Regions from separate parts of the Sus scrofa genome. Here region 1 is linked to region 2. A link is a contact called in public Hi-C data. All regions are on one chromosome and are shown on one strand. The core of a region is the stretch at or near the end of the contact, and the rest is flanking DNA. Distances in the headings are between cores, read along the strand shown. Region 1 holds the start of SNX8 (sorting nexin-8). Region 2 holds the start of MAD1L1 (mitotic spindle assembly checkpoint protein MAD1).

Evidence for each region. A called contact is a pair of places that touch in the nucleus more often than the background predicts.
Region 1: a contact with region 2 is called in a Hi-C map of alveolar macrophages, with 2.2 times the contacts expected there. The contact joins the promoter of SNX8 here to the promoter of MAD1L1 in region 2. A contact is called at or near these places in 1 of 5 promoter capture datasets (liver), 12 of 47 Hi-C or Micro-C datasets (alveolar macrophages, blood, embryonic fibroblasts and 4 more) and 1 of 2 datasets of contacts at active chromatin or transcription factors (alveolar macrophages).

Annotation. Positions count from the first base shown.
Region 1 is chr3:1,617,418-1,622,330 of Sscrofa11.1, reverse strand. It overlaps SNX8 (sorting nexin-8), which reads left to right and starts at 3,340. Exons shown (of 11, transcript XM_021085985.1): 1 at 3,340-3,481. The coding sequence starts at 3,388.
Region 2 is chr3:1,556,218-1,561,459 of Sscrofa11.1, reverse strand. MAD1L1 (mitotic spindle assembly checkpoint protein MAD1) reads left to right here and starts at 2,114. Exons shown (of 18, transcript XM_021085975.1): 1 at 2,114-2,489; 2 at 4,757-4,918. The coding sequence starts at 4,769. It overlaps MRM2 (FtsJ RNA methyltransferase homolog 2 (E. coli)), which reads left to right. Exons shown (of 3, transcript NM_001184754.1): 3 at 73-1,297. The coding sequence ends at 512.

The sequences.
Region 1 (4,913 bases), core at 2,091-4,590, 60 kb before region 2:
AAAAGTTACTGCAGCCTATCCTGATAATATGTGAACCATTACTAATGTTTCTGGGGTATATTCCTCGAAGCATTTTCGTATCTCTTTTGAAGGTGTTTAGAGGACTTGCAAGTGCTTGCATCTTTGTAGAATAGCTGATAATAGCCCCTTTCTGCATGCCCACCTGGGCGGTGAGTCCCAGCTTCAGTGTTCTGCATTCCCAGTTTTGTCACTTCACCTGTATAGTTCTCATTTTCTTAGTGGAAAGCAATAAATGTGACTCAGCAAAAGAATCAACTCTCTTGGAGTTCCTGTTTTGGCTCAGTGGTAACGAATCTGACTAGTGTCCATAAGGACTTGGGTTTGATCCCTGGCCTCCCTCAGTGAGTTAAGGATCCGGTGTTGCCATGAGCTGTGGTGTAGGTTGCAGATGGGGCTCAGATCCTGCATTGCTGTGGCTGTGGTATAGACTGGCAGCTGTAGTTCTGATGTGACCCCCTAGCCGAACCCGTATACTGAGTGTTCGACCCTAAAAAAAAAAACAAAAACAGTCTTAATAGAATTGGATTTTACCCTTGCCAAGGTTTTTTTTTTAAATTTATTTTTGGCCTCAGCCACATCATATGAAAGTTCCAGTGCCAGCGATTGAATCTGAGCTGCAGCTGTGACCTATGTCACAGTGAGGCAACGCCAGGACCTTAACCCACTGTGTCAGGCCAGGGCTTGAACCTGAGTGGCTACAGAGACAATGCTGGATCCTTAACTCCATGTACCACGTGGGAACTCCTCAAAGGGTTTTAAAAGTCAGAGACTCCATTTTTTTTCTTTTTGTTTCTTTTTATGGCTGCTCCGGAAACATGGAAGTTCCCAGGCTAGGGGTCGAATTGGAGCTGCAGCTGCAGGCCCATTGCACAGCCATGGCAACAACAGATCTGAAATGTATCTGTGAACTCCGCCGCAGCTTTCAGCAATGCTAGATCCTTAAGCCACTGCGTGAGGCCAGGGAGTGAACCTGCACCCTCACAGAGACAACACTGGGTCCTTAACCTGCAGAGTCACAACGGGAACTCCAGAAATTCTGTTCCTATTTCCTTTTTCCTGAATGAAAGGGAAATGGCATAAGGATTGGGCTTCTCTGGTGAGGCTTTAAAGTTACAGGCGGATGTATTTCAGGGCACACTTCCCGAACACCCTAAACTGTTAGATCTGTCTTTGGAGCCCCTAACTCAGAAGGACAGAGGTCCTTCTTTGGAGGCACTCCCAGCCAGTTACATCAGAACCAGTGGATCAGCTCTGCTTCCACAGCACCCCGTTTCCAGCCCCCGCTTCTCCGTGTGGCGTGGGAATCCCGCTGGTTCTGCTCCTCCATTCAGGTCCATCAGGATCTTGGGAAGCTGAGGATGCCTCCCGGTTTTCCCTGTGCTGTCCCTCACTCCCCTCCCACGTCACACAAAATTCCCCACCTGGCAAATGCGCAGGAAATGTTTGTGAGGCTAGAAGGACTTTCTGCTTAGAGCAGTGGTCTTCCACCTGGGCTGTACCTTGGAGTCCTCCAGGGAGCTTTTTGGGTTTTTTTTTGCTTTTTAAGGCTGCATGTGCGGCATGTGGAGGTTCCCAGGCTGGGGGTTGAATCAGAGCTGCAGCTGCTGGCCTGCACCACAGCCACAGCGACGAAGGATCTGAGCCGAGCCCGTGACCTACACCACAGGTCAAGGCAACGCTGGATTCTTAACCCACTGAACGGGGCCAGGAATCAAACCTGCATCCTCACGAATGAATACTAGTCAGGTTCGTTACCGCTGAGTCACGATGGGAACTCCTAGGGAGCTTTTTTAAAAAACAAACAAACAAATGAAAACCAAATTCAAGTCCAGGTCATTCCCTAGACCATTTAAACCAGAACTTCTGAGGGTGGGTTTCAGGCAGAGCTTGTTTGAATGCCCTCCTGGTGACTAGTGCAGCCCAGATCCAGGATCACTGAATGAAGGTGGTGTGACCACATGTCAGGGGGGTAAAGTAAAATGATACATTTAATATGCCGTTTTTCTCCAGTAATGTCTAATTTTATGCTTGTTTAATGCTTCAGTTTTCAAGGCGCAGTGAGTGTTTAGATATTTAACAAAGATCTTATAATCTGGGGGGGGGGTCAGAGATACGTAGCAAAGAATACCTGGAAATTAGGAGGGAGAAGAGGGGGAGGGAGAAGCGGGGAGAGACCAGGCCTTGGAGGGGAGAAATTGCTGAGGACATCATTTGATGCAAAAACAGCTTAAAGGAAGCCGATCTGGCGGAAGGAAAAGCATGGGATGGGGGAGGTGTCAGGCTCAGCCGTGTCCCTCTGTGGCTTCGGAAAGCAGCTATGTGCCCATCTGCGGAAGGGGATGGCACTTCCTCAGTTATGCTGGGAGCCAGCTTGTTGTTGGTACCAACTCCCAAAGATGTCCAGTAGCTATAGCAAGGAGAACGAACCCCCTGGGGAGACTGGGGTCCTTCCTAGGACCCTCCCAGGGGCTCTGGGCTCTTGGTTACTGTTCCCGGCTCCCCCCCTGAGCACTGAGAGGCATCCCAGTATTAGGGGATCCATCCAGGGTCCTTACTTGGTAAACAAGACGCTCCCTGATGGGGCCCTACCCACCGCTCCAGCTTCCTCTTCTGCCCCCACGCTTTCAGCTCCAGGAACACCACAGCGTGTGCCGCCGTGTGATGTCTCAGGGCCTTCGTGGATGCGGGGACCCACTCCCTCCTCCTGCTGAATTCCTCATTCCTCCAGCCTCGGGTCGGGCTCTAGTCATCCTGAGAGCCTTTACCCCGGCAGTGCCGCGGGAACCCTTTGGTGCGGCGCTCCTGCAGCCTTGTTTTGGTTTTGGCAGTCGGGACATTTGCTCCACTCTGGTGGCCCGTCTGTCCTCCAGATGGGGAAGTACCTAATGCAGCTTTGTATCCTCAGCACCCAGCACAGGGGCTGCCTGGCCTCCAGGCGGCAGTCGGGAGACTTGAGTAAGCGAGCGAGTGGGTGGAGGGGTAAATGAGCCAACGACTGAATGACAGGGTGGGTAAGTGAGCAAATGAATGAGCAGGCTCCTGAGTGGGCAGACGAACGAGGACGTGAGTAAGCGGATGAGCGGGGAGCGGGTGAATGAACGAGTGGATGGGTGCCTGAGAGAGGGCAGGTGGGGGCTGATGAGTGGGCGAGGGCGCCGGCAGAGAACGCGCGGGGAGCCGCGGCGGACGCGGGGCTGCGAGCGCGGGCCTGGACCGCGCCACCTGCCCTCCCCTCTGCAGCGTGGCTGGGGCGGGGCGAGACGGGGCGGGGCCAGGGCGGGGATGGGCGTGGCGGCCCGGAGTGGGCGTGGCGAGGCCGGGCAGCGGCCGGGCAGGCGTGGAGGAAGTCACGTGGCGCGCGCTCACATGACTGGCGGCGCGATGGACCCGCTGCCCGCGGCGCCAGTCGCTGCAGCACCTGAGGCGGAGGCGGACGAAGAGGCGGACCCGCCGGTAGCAGGTACGGCGGGCGCCCAGCAGGCCGGGCGCGGCTTGGGCCCGAGACCCCTCGGCCTTCGGTTTTCTTTCTGCCCCCCGACGCCGCGCGCCCCGCCGGGTCCCCCTCCCACTCCCGCGTCCACGCCCAGGAGGGCGCGTGGCTCCGCGGCCCAGCGCGCGCGTTTGCACCTCGCCGCGCGCTTCTGCCCGCGTCTCCCCGGGGCTGCCCCGGTCCCTGGGGGCCCCGAGGCCAGGCCTCCGCGCGCTTCCTGCGTGCCGGCCTGCCCACCGCGTGGGGCGCCGTCCCTGGACCTGTCCGGCCTTGGCAAGTACTCTGGTCGCCCGGGACTTGGGCGTTTTCACCCGTCAGCCCGCTGTATTTCTCCCTAAGTGCTTTTTCTGATGGATCAGCGTGAACACGAAGAAGCATGCGTGAGGCTTGGCTTTTCTAGGATCTTCCTGTGTAAATGGTCCCCCCTCACCTCTCTAACTGGAGAGTAGATGTAGGTGGGTGTTGGTCTGAGTTACTGCTGCTGCTTGGTGGTGGTGGTGGGCACAAGGTCGGCGACTCTGCCTGGAGAGTCTGGAAAGGTGTCCTTGCGGTGGCTGTGCTTCCGATGCGTTCTGGAGGGCTCTGAGAGTTGATTCATTAGGGAGAAGAGGAGGCAGGAGTGGAGTGAAGCCGCTGCGGGTAGGGGCGAGGGGGTGGGCAGTGCATTGCGTTGGCCTAATTGACGGGAAAGACCCTGGGTGAGTCTGCATGTAAACAGCCCCCCCCTCCGCCATTGGTCTGTAGTTGTATTTCCTTTGACTGGAAGCTGCGTAAGGGAAGCATGTGATGGCTGTTGCTCCTGGTTAGAACATTGTGTTCCTGAGGGCACAGGTTGGCCCAGCGTTCACCCACCCATACCAGGGCCCCTGACTGGACTCCTTGGCGGGGTCACACTTGGACCTGCGGGGCAGTGTGTGGGTAGGAATGCTTTTTCCTCTGAGGACTGTAAAACAATTTAGAGTTGCTGGATGTGGTGGCGGCTCAGGTCTCTTTGCAGGAACGGGGCTGGCTGGCACTGAATGATTTCTGCCTGCTGGCCTTCCCTGGGGCTGTGGTGGTGGTATTCGGTGTTCTGCTACCATCAGGGTAGCGCTTCTCAGTTTACTGAGTGCTTTCCTATAGCTGACTGCGTCTCAAAGTGTGGTTCATGGACCTTCGAGATGTACGTAGCCTCTCGTTTTGTTCTGTTCATATCCTTATGGTCATCCTGTGAGGCAGGTGAAATGGTAGACCAAAACTCAGATTTTCTTTTTTCGCTTTTTACATTGGGAAAACTAAACCCAGAGGCAAGTGACTTGCCCAGAGTGGGCAATGTGGAGTTCCTGTTGTGGCTCAGTGGTCATGAACCCGACTAGAATCCATGAAGATGTGGGTTCCCTCCCTGGCCTTGCTCAGTGGTTAA
Region 2 (5,242 bases), core at 865-3,364:
TCGTCTCTGTTCTGCTGTTTTGTTGCGGGGAGATGGCGGCGTAAGTCAGTGCACTCACCGTTTCTTCCTCAGACGCCACGGCTCCTGTTGGCTTTGTGCTCGGGGTCGATCTTCTTCACATCCTCCCCCTGGAAGGAGCCACTTTTCTGTGCCCTGCCGATGTGACCGACCCAAGAACCTTCCAGAGAATCCGGGACCTGCTCCCCGGTGGGAAAGCGGATGTGATTCTGAGTGACATGGCACCCAATGCCACTGGGATCCGGGGCCTGGACCATGATAGGCTCATCAGCCTGTGCCTGTCCCTGCTGGACATGGCCCCAGACGTCCTCCACCCCGGGGGGGCGTTCCTTTGTAAAATCTGGGCTGGCAGTCAGAGCCATCGGTTGCAGAAGAGACTGACAGAGGCATTCCAGAACACCAGGACTGTAAAACCCGCAGCCAGCAGGAAGGAGTCATCAGAGCTGTACCTCTTGGCCACACGGTACCAGGGAGGGAGGAGGGGAGCTCTGTGAAGGACCGGGTGTCTTCTCCTGTCCCTGGTTCCTCCTCACTGCAGATGCAGCCTGAGCTCTTCCCTGGCGTGGGGCTGGGGAGACCCGAGGTTGATCTGGGCTGCAGCAGGAAGGACACATGGGGGACCTTTTTTCCTAAGGGAGGGGCAAAGATAAAAAGATGAAAAGGCCTACTGGGGGGAGGACAGAAACAGTGGGAGGCAGAGAAACACACACAGACACCTTTACATAACGTTCTCCTCTCCTGCTGTGACTGAGCGTGTTACGGAGAAACAGGCTTCCATCCTCCCTCCAAGAACAGCCCGCAGTTTCCAGGTGGTATTTTGGCTACCCAGCGTAATGTGGACAAATGTGAAACTTCAGTCTGGGGATTTTTTCCCATCTCTCGGGTGAATGATCTGGAAATACATCCATTCTTGAAGCAGTGACGAGTTCCCAGGACAATCAGAGAAGACATTTGGTGTGAATTATGCATGGGGTGGCTGTGCTTTGCTTTTTCACTGGAAAATGTTGCTGTAATATTCCAGGCTCCAAAGACTTAAAGGTCGTTGCCAAAGCAAGCAGCGACATGGTGTGTTCCCTTACCTCCGTGCCCCTGTCCAGGGTTGTGATGCGACTCTGTAAGGTCGTATAGGCCGTAAGAGGAATGAATGTCTGTGTTTTTAAGTTTTTGTTTTTTGTTTTTTTTTAAATTGATTGGTTTCCTCAAAACCAGTTCCTGGAAATGCTATAAAATTGGGTTGTGATAATCGTACAACTATAATAAAATTCATTGAGTGATAAAAGTTATTTATTTATTTATTAAAGTTTTTTAAAAAGAGTATATTGATGGGAGTCCTGTGGTACAGCGGAAAGGAATCCGACTAGTACCCTTGAGGATTCGAGTTCGAATCTGGGTGGGGGATCCGGCGTTGCCCTGAGCTGTGGTGTAGGTCACAGATGCGGCTCAGATCCCGCAATGGCGTGGCTGTGGCCTAGGCCAGCTGCTGTAGCTCCTATTCGACTCGTAGCCTGGGGACTTCCATATGCTGCTGGTGGGGCCCTAAAAAAGCCCCCCCCCAAAAGAGTTTATTGACTGTAGCGATGATTAAATCCCAAGACTGCTTGGGGAGGGGAGAGGTAGCCAGGAATCTCCATCAGGGTCCTAGGGCTGAGTCCAGATCCCTGAAGGATGCTGCTGGCCAGACTCAAATTTTTCGTTTTGTTTTCGTTTGCAGTCGGCCAGTTAAGACCGGAGAGCCCTCCGTCCTGCCTTCACTATCACATTCTCCGCTTTCCCATCCAGTTCGTTCTGGCCACACTAACGTGTCTTTTATTCTCTGGAAGAAGGGAATTCGGTGCAGGCCCTCGGGCGCCTAGCTGGCGCGGGAGGCACGCTGCTGGACCCAGGTGGCCGTAATTCGAGGAGGGACAGGCTGACCACTGCTCCCTGGAGAACTGAGACCCAGACGAGGTCCCCGCGCCCCGACGGCTCCAGCTTAGAAGCGCAGCCTTTTGTGAGGACAGCTTAGTAGAATAGCATTTGGCCTTTTTTCAGAGGGCCTTGTGAAAAGTTAAAACGCATTAACTCAAGCAAATACCGTAGTGGTAAAACCGGGGAAAGGGAGTGCAGGGAAGTTTGGCTCTAAGAGGCCACCGTTGGACGGTGCTATTCCACACAATACGGCGCAAGGCAGCCGCCAAGTGGAAGCCGACACGCTGGAGGTGGGGGCACCACGAGAGTCCCGCGGGCGGGCCGGCTTTGGTTCCGAGTCCCCTCTTTGCGGCCTCTGCCGGGAGTAGGTAGCTCCGGGGACGGACGCGGAGTCCCCGTGACCTGCAGGCGCGCAGATCCGGAGCTCACGGCTGGTCCCGCCCAGGTCTCGCGAGAGCGCAGCCGCACGTCTCGCGATACGTGGGCGCGGGCGTAGAAGAGGGAGATCTGAGCGGCGGCGGCAGCAGCAGCAGCGGCGGCGCCCGGTGGGCTGAGGCGGTGAGGTGAGCGGCCGGGGTGCCCCGGCGGGCGCCGCGCTGCGCCAGGCTGAGCCGGCGCGGGGCGGGCGGGGGCGAGGCTGGGGTCCTTCCGAGGCTGGGCGGGCGGGCGTCCCCAGCGCGCCTCCTCCGAGAAGGGCCGCTGGGAATGGTCGGGGTCTCGAGCGCCGAGGGGGCGGCCTCGCGGCAGCGGGTCCCTCACCCGCCGAGGCTCGGGGGCCGGCGGCGCTCTCCCCGCTTCCCGCGCGTCCTCGCCGGGCGGCGTGGGACTTGCCGCTACTGCCTTTGACAGCCAGGGAAACGGTGGGAAGGGGCAAGCGCCCTGCCCAGGGTCCCACTGCCGGCGGCCCGTGGGAGGCGCGCTCGCGTGCGTTTCGTCGGTGGTGGAAGTTTGGCGAAGGCGCCCGGCAGCAGGTGGAGAACTGGCCGGCCGGCCGGCGAGAGCGCCCGCGGCGGTGTGAAGGGCCGCTGGGCGGTGGGGAGCCCTGTAATGTCTGTCCTTGGGCCAGCAGGGCGGGAGAGAGGCAGGGTGCCCGGGACTCTGAGCTCCGAGTCCGTGGTGAGGGCGCTGGAAGGTTTGGGTCGCTTGGATAAAGAGGGTGGAATTTGAGCTGCCGCCTCGTGGGGCAGCGGAGTTCGGGGCAGGTGAAAGCGGGTACGTTCTCTTCCTGCTGGGGTATTGCGGGCATCGGGTGTGAGAAGGGGGCGTGTTGGCCAGATTTACCATCACGGGAGGGGAAGAGTGGTCTAATCTTGGCAGATGGAGGACTGGCCTTCCAGAGCAGAGCCCCGTGCCTCGCTGCGCGGGCCTGCATCGCTCGCCAGGCGCGCAGCTCCGTGAGCGCCCCTCGCTGGTTTCTCGTCCCACCCATCTTCCACTTGTGGTTTGAAGGAGAGTGGTGAGGACAGCCGAGTTGTGCCGGGCGTGGAAACCACGGCCTCCGGAAGACAGGCTCTGGGTGCACAAGGCCAGGGTTCTCCTTAAACGGGAAATTCAGGAGCAAACCAGGTCTTCTTTTTCGGGGGGAAGGGGGCTCCAGCTGGGGGAAGGTGCGTTCCGTCTCATACTTAAGGGAAATCAGTGAGAGCTGGCTCTTTTCCTGAAGACGATGCACCTGTAGGAATTCACACCTCTTGGTGCTTCGCTGTGCCTGGGACACTGCCACACCTTCCGGCTGGTAGACAGCGTGGTGTGAGGCCATAATAAGCACAGATTTGGGGGCGCAGGTTCTTTGCTGCTGCTTGTCCTCAGACCTTCATACACTGGCCTGGGGAGTACACTCAGCCTTAGAGCCAGACAGACCAGGGTCCAATCTCAGTTCTGTAACCATTTATTTGTTCTTTTTAGGGCCACCCCTGTGGCAGAGGCATATGGATGTTCCCGGGCTGGAGGCCGAATCAGAGCCGCAGCTGCCAGCCTACGCCACAGCCACAGCAACGCCAGATCCGAGCCCCTTCTTTAACCTACACCACAGCACACGGCAACTCTGGATCCTTAACCCCGCCCTGATCAAGGCTGGGGCTTGAACCTGCATCCTCGTGGGCATTAGTCGGGTGGCTGAAGGTGGTCGAGACACCCATTAATGTCATTGCTAACCTGTAATTAGCATTGCGGGGGTGCCCTCCTGATTGCCACTGTCGTGTGCTTTTTATTTTTTGTCTTTGCAGGGCCGCTCCCGCAGCATATGGAGGTTCCCAGGTGAGGGGTCTCGTCGGAGCTGCAGCTCCGGCCCACAGCACAGCCACAGCAACGCAGGATCCAAGCTGCAGCTGTGACCTACACTGTTGCTCATGGCAGTGCTGGATCCTTAATTCACTGAGCGAGGCCGAGGTTGAACCTGTGTCCTCGTGGATTCTAGTCGGGTTTGTTACGTCTGAGCCACAGCAGGGACTCCTGTGTTCTTTGCTTCTCATTCCCAGAAGCTAGGCTTTCTGTCAGTGCTCATCTGGGAGGTGCCCAGCTGGACACCCTGACGGCTGGACACCCTGTCCTGAGGGCCGTCTGTCTTTCCAGCTGGTGTGCTCGTCAGCGCTCTGCCGGTCAGCAGCTTGCTGGCACGTTGTCTTTTTATGCCTCCGTTCTTCTCTGAGAAATTGGCAGCATGTACTCCCCCTTAACCTGGAAGACGGTGCTCACGGACCCTGGAATGTGTTAAGGGCTCTGAGAGCGCATCAGGGTGTGGGGCTCCCTGAAGGCGCCCCTGACTGGGCAGCTGCCAGAGCCGATGGTGCGTGGAAAGGCTCCCCGTGACCCGTCCCTTGTTTTCCTCCAGAGGGAGGTGGCCATGGAAGACCTGGGCGAAAACACCACCGTCCTCTCCACCCTGAGGTCCTTGAACAGCTTCATCTCTCAGCGAGTGGAGGGAGGGTCTGGACTGGACGTGTCCACCCCTGCGCAAGGTTCTCTGCAGATGCAGTACCAGCAGAGCATGCAGGTGAGTGGTCCGTGTCCGCTCGGGGCCTCTAGGCAAGGCCCCTGCCCCGGGTAGGACTGGTTCACGTTCCAGATGGTTCAGCCGAGTGGTCCGTGTCCGGCTCGGGGCCTCTAGGCAAGGCCCCTGCCCCGCGTAGGACTGGTTCACGTTCCTCATAGTCGAGGGGGTTGGTGTTTCGAAGCCTGGAGGCCAGCTGGCCACCTCCCAGTCTCCAGCATGGCTATTCATTGTTTTGGAGGCTAGCTAATGGCCATGGTTCAGGAGCTGTCTGGCTCAGAAGCCTGAAATAACAGCACCCCCGGAGCGGGTCTGGTGTTCACCACT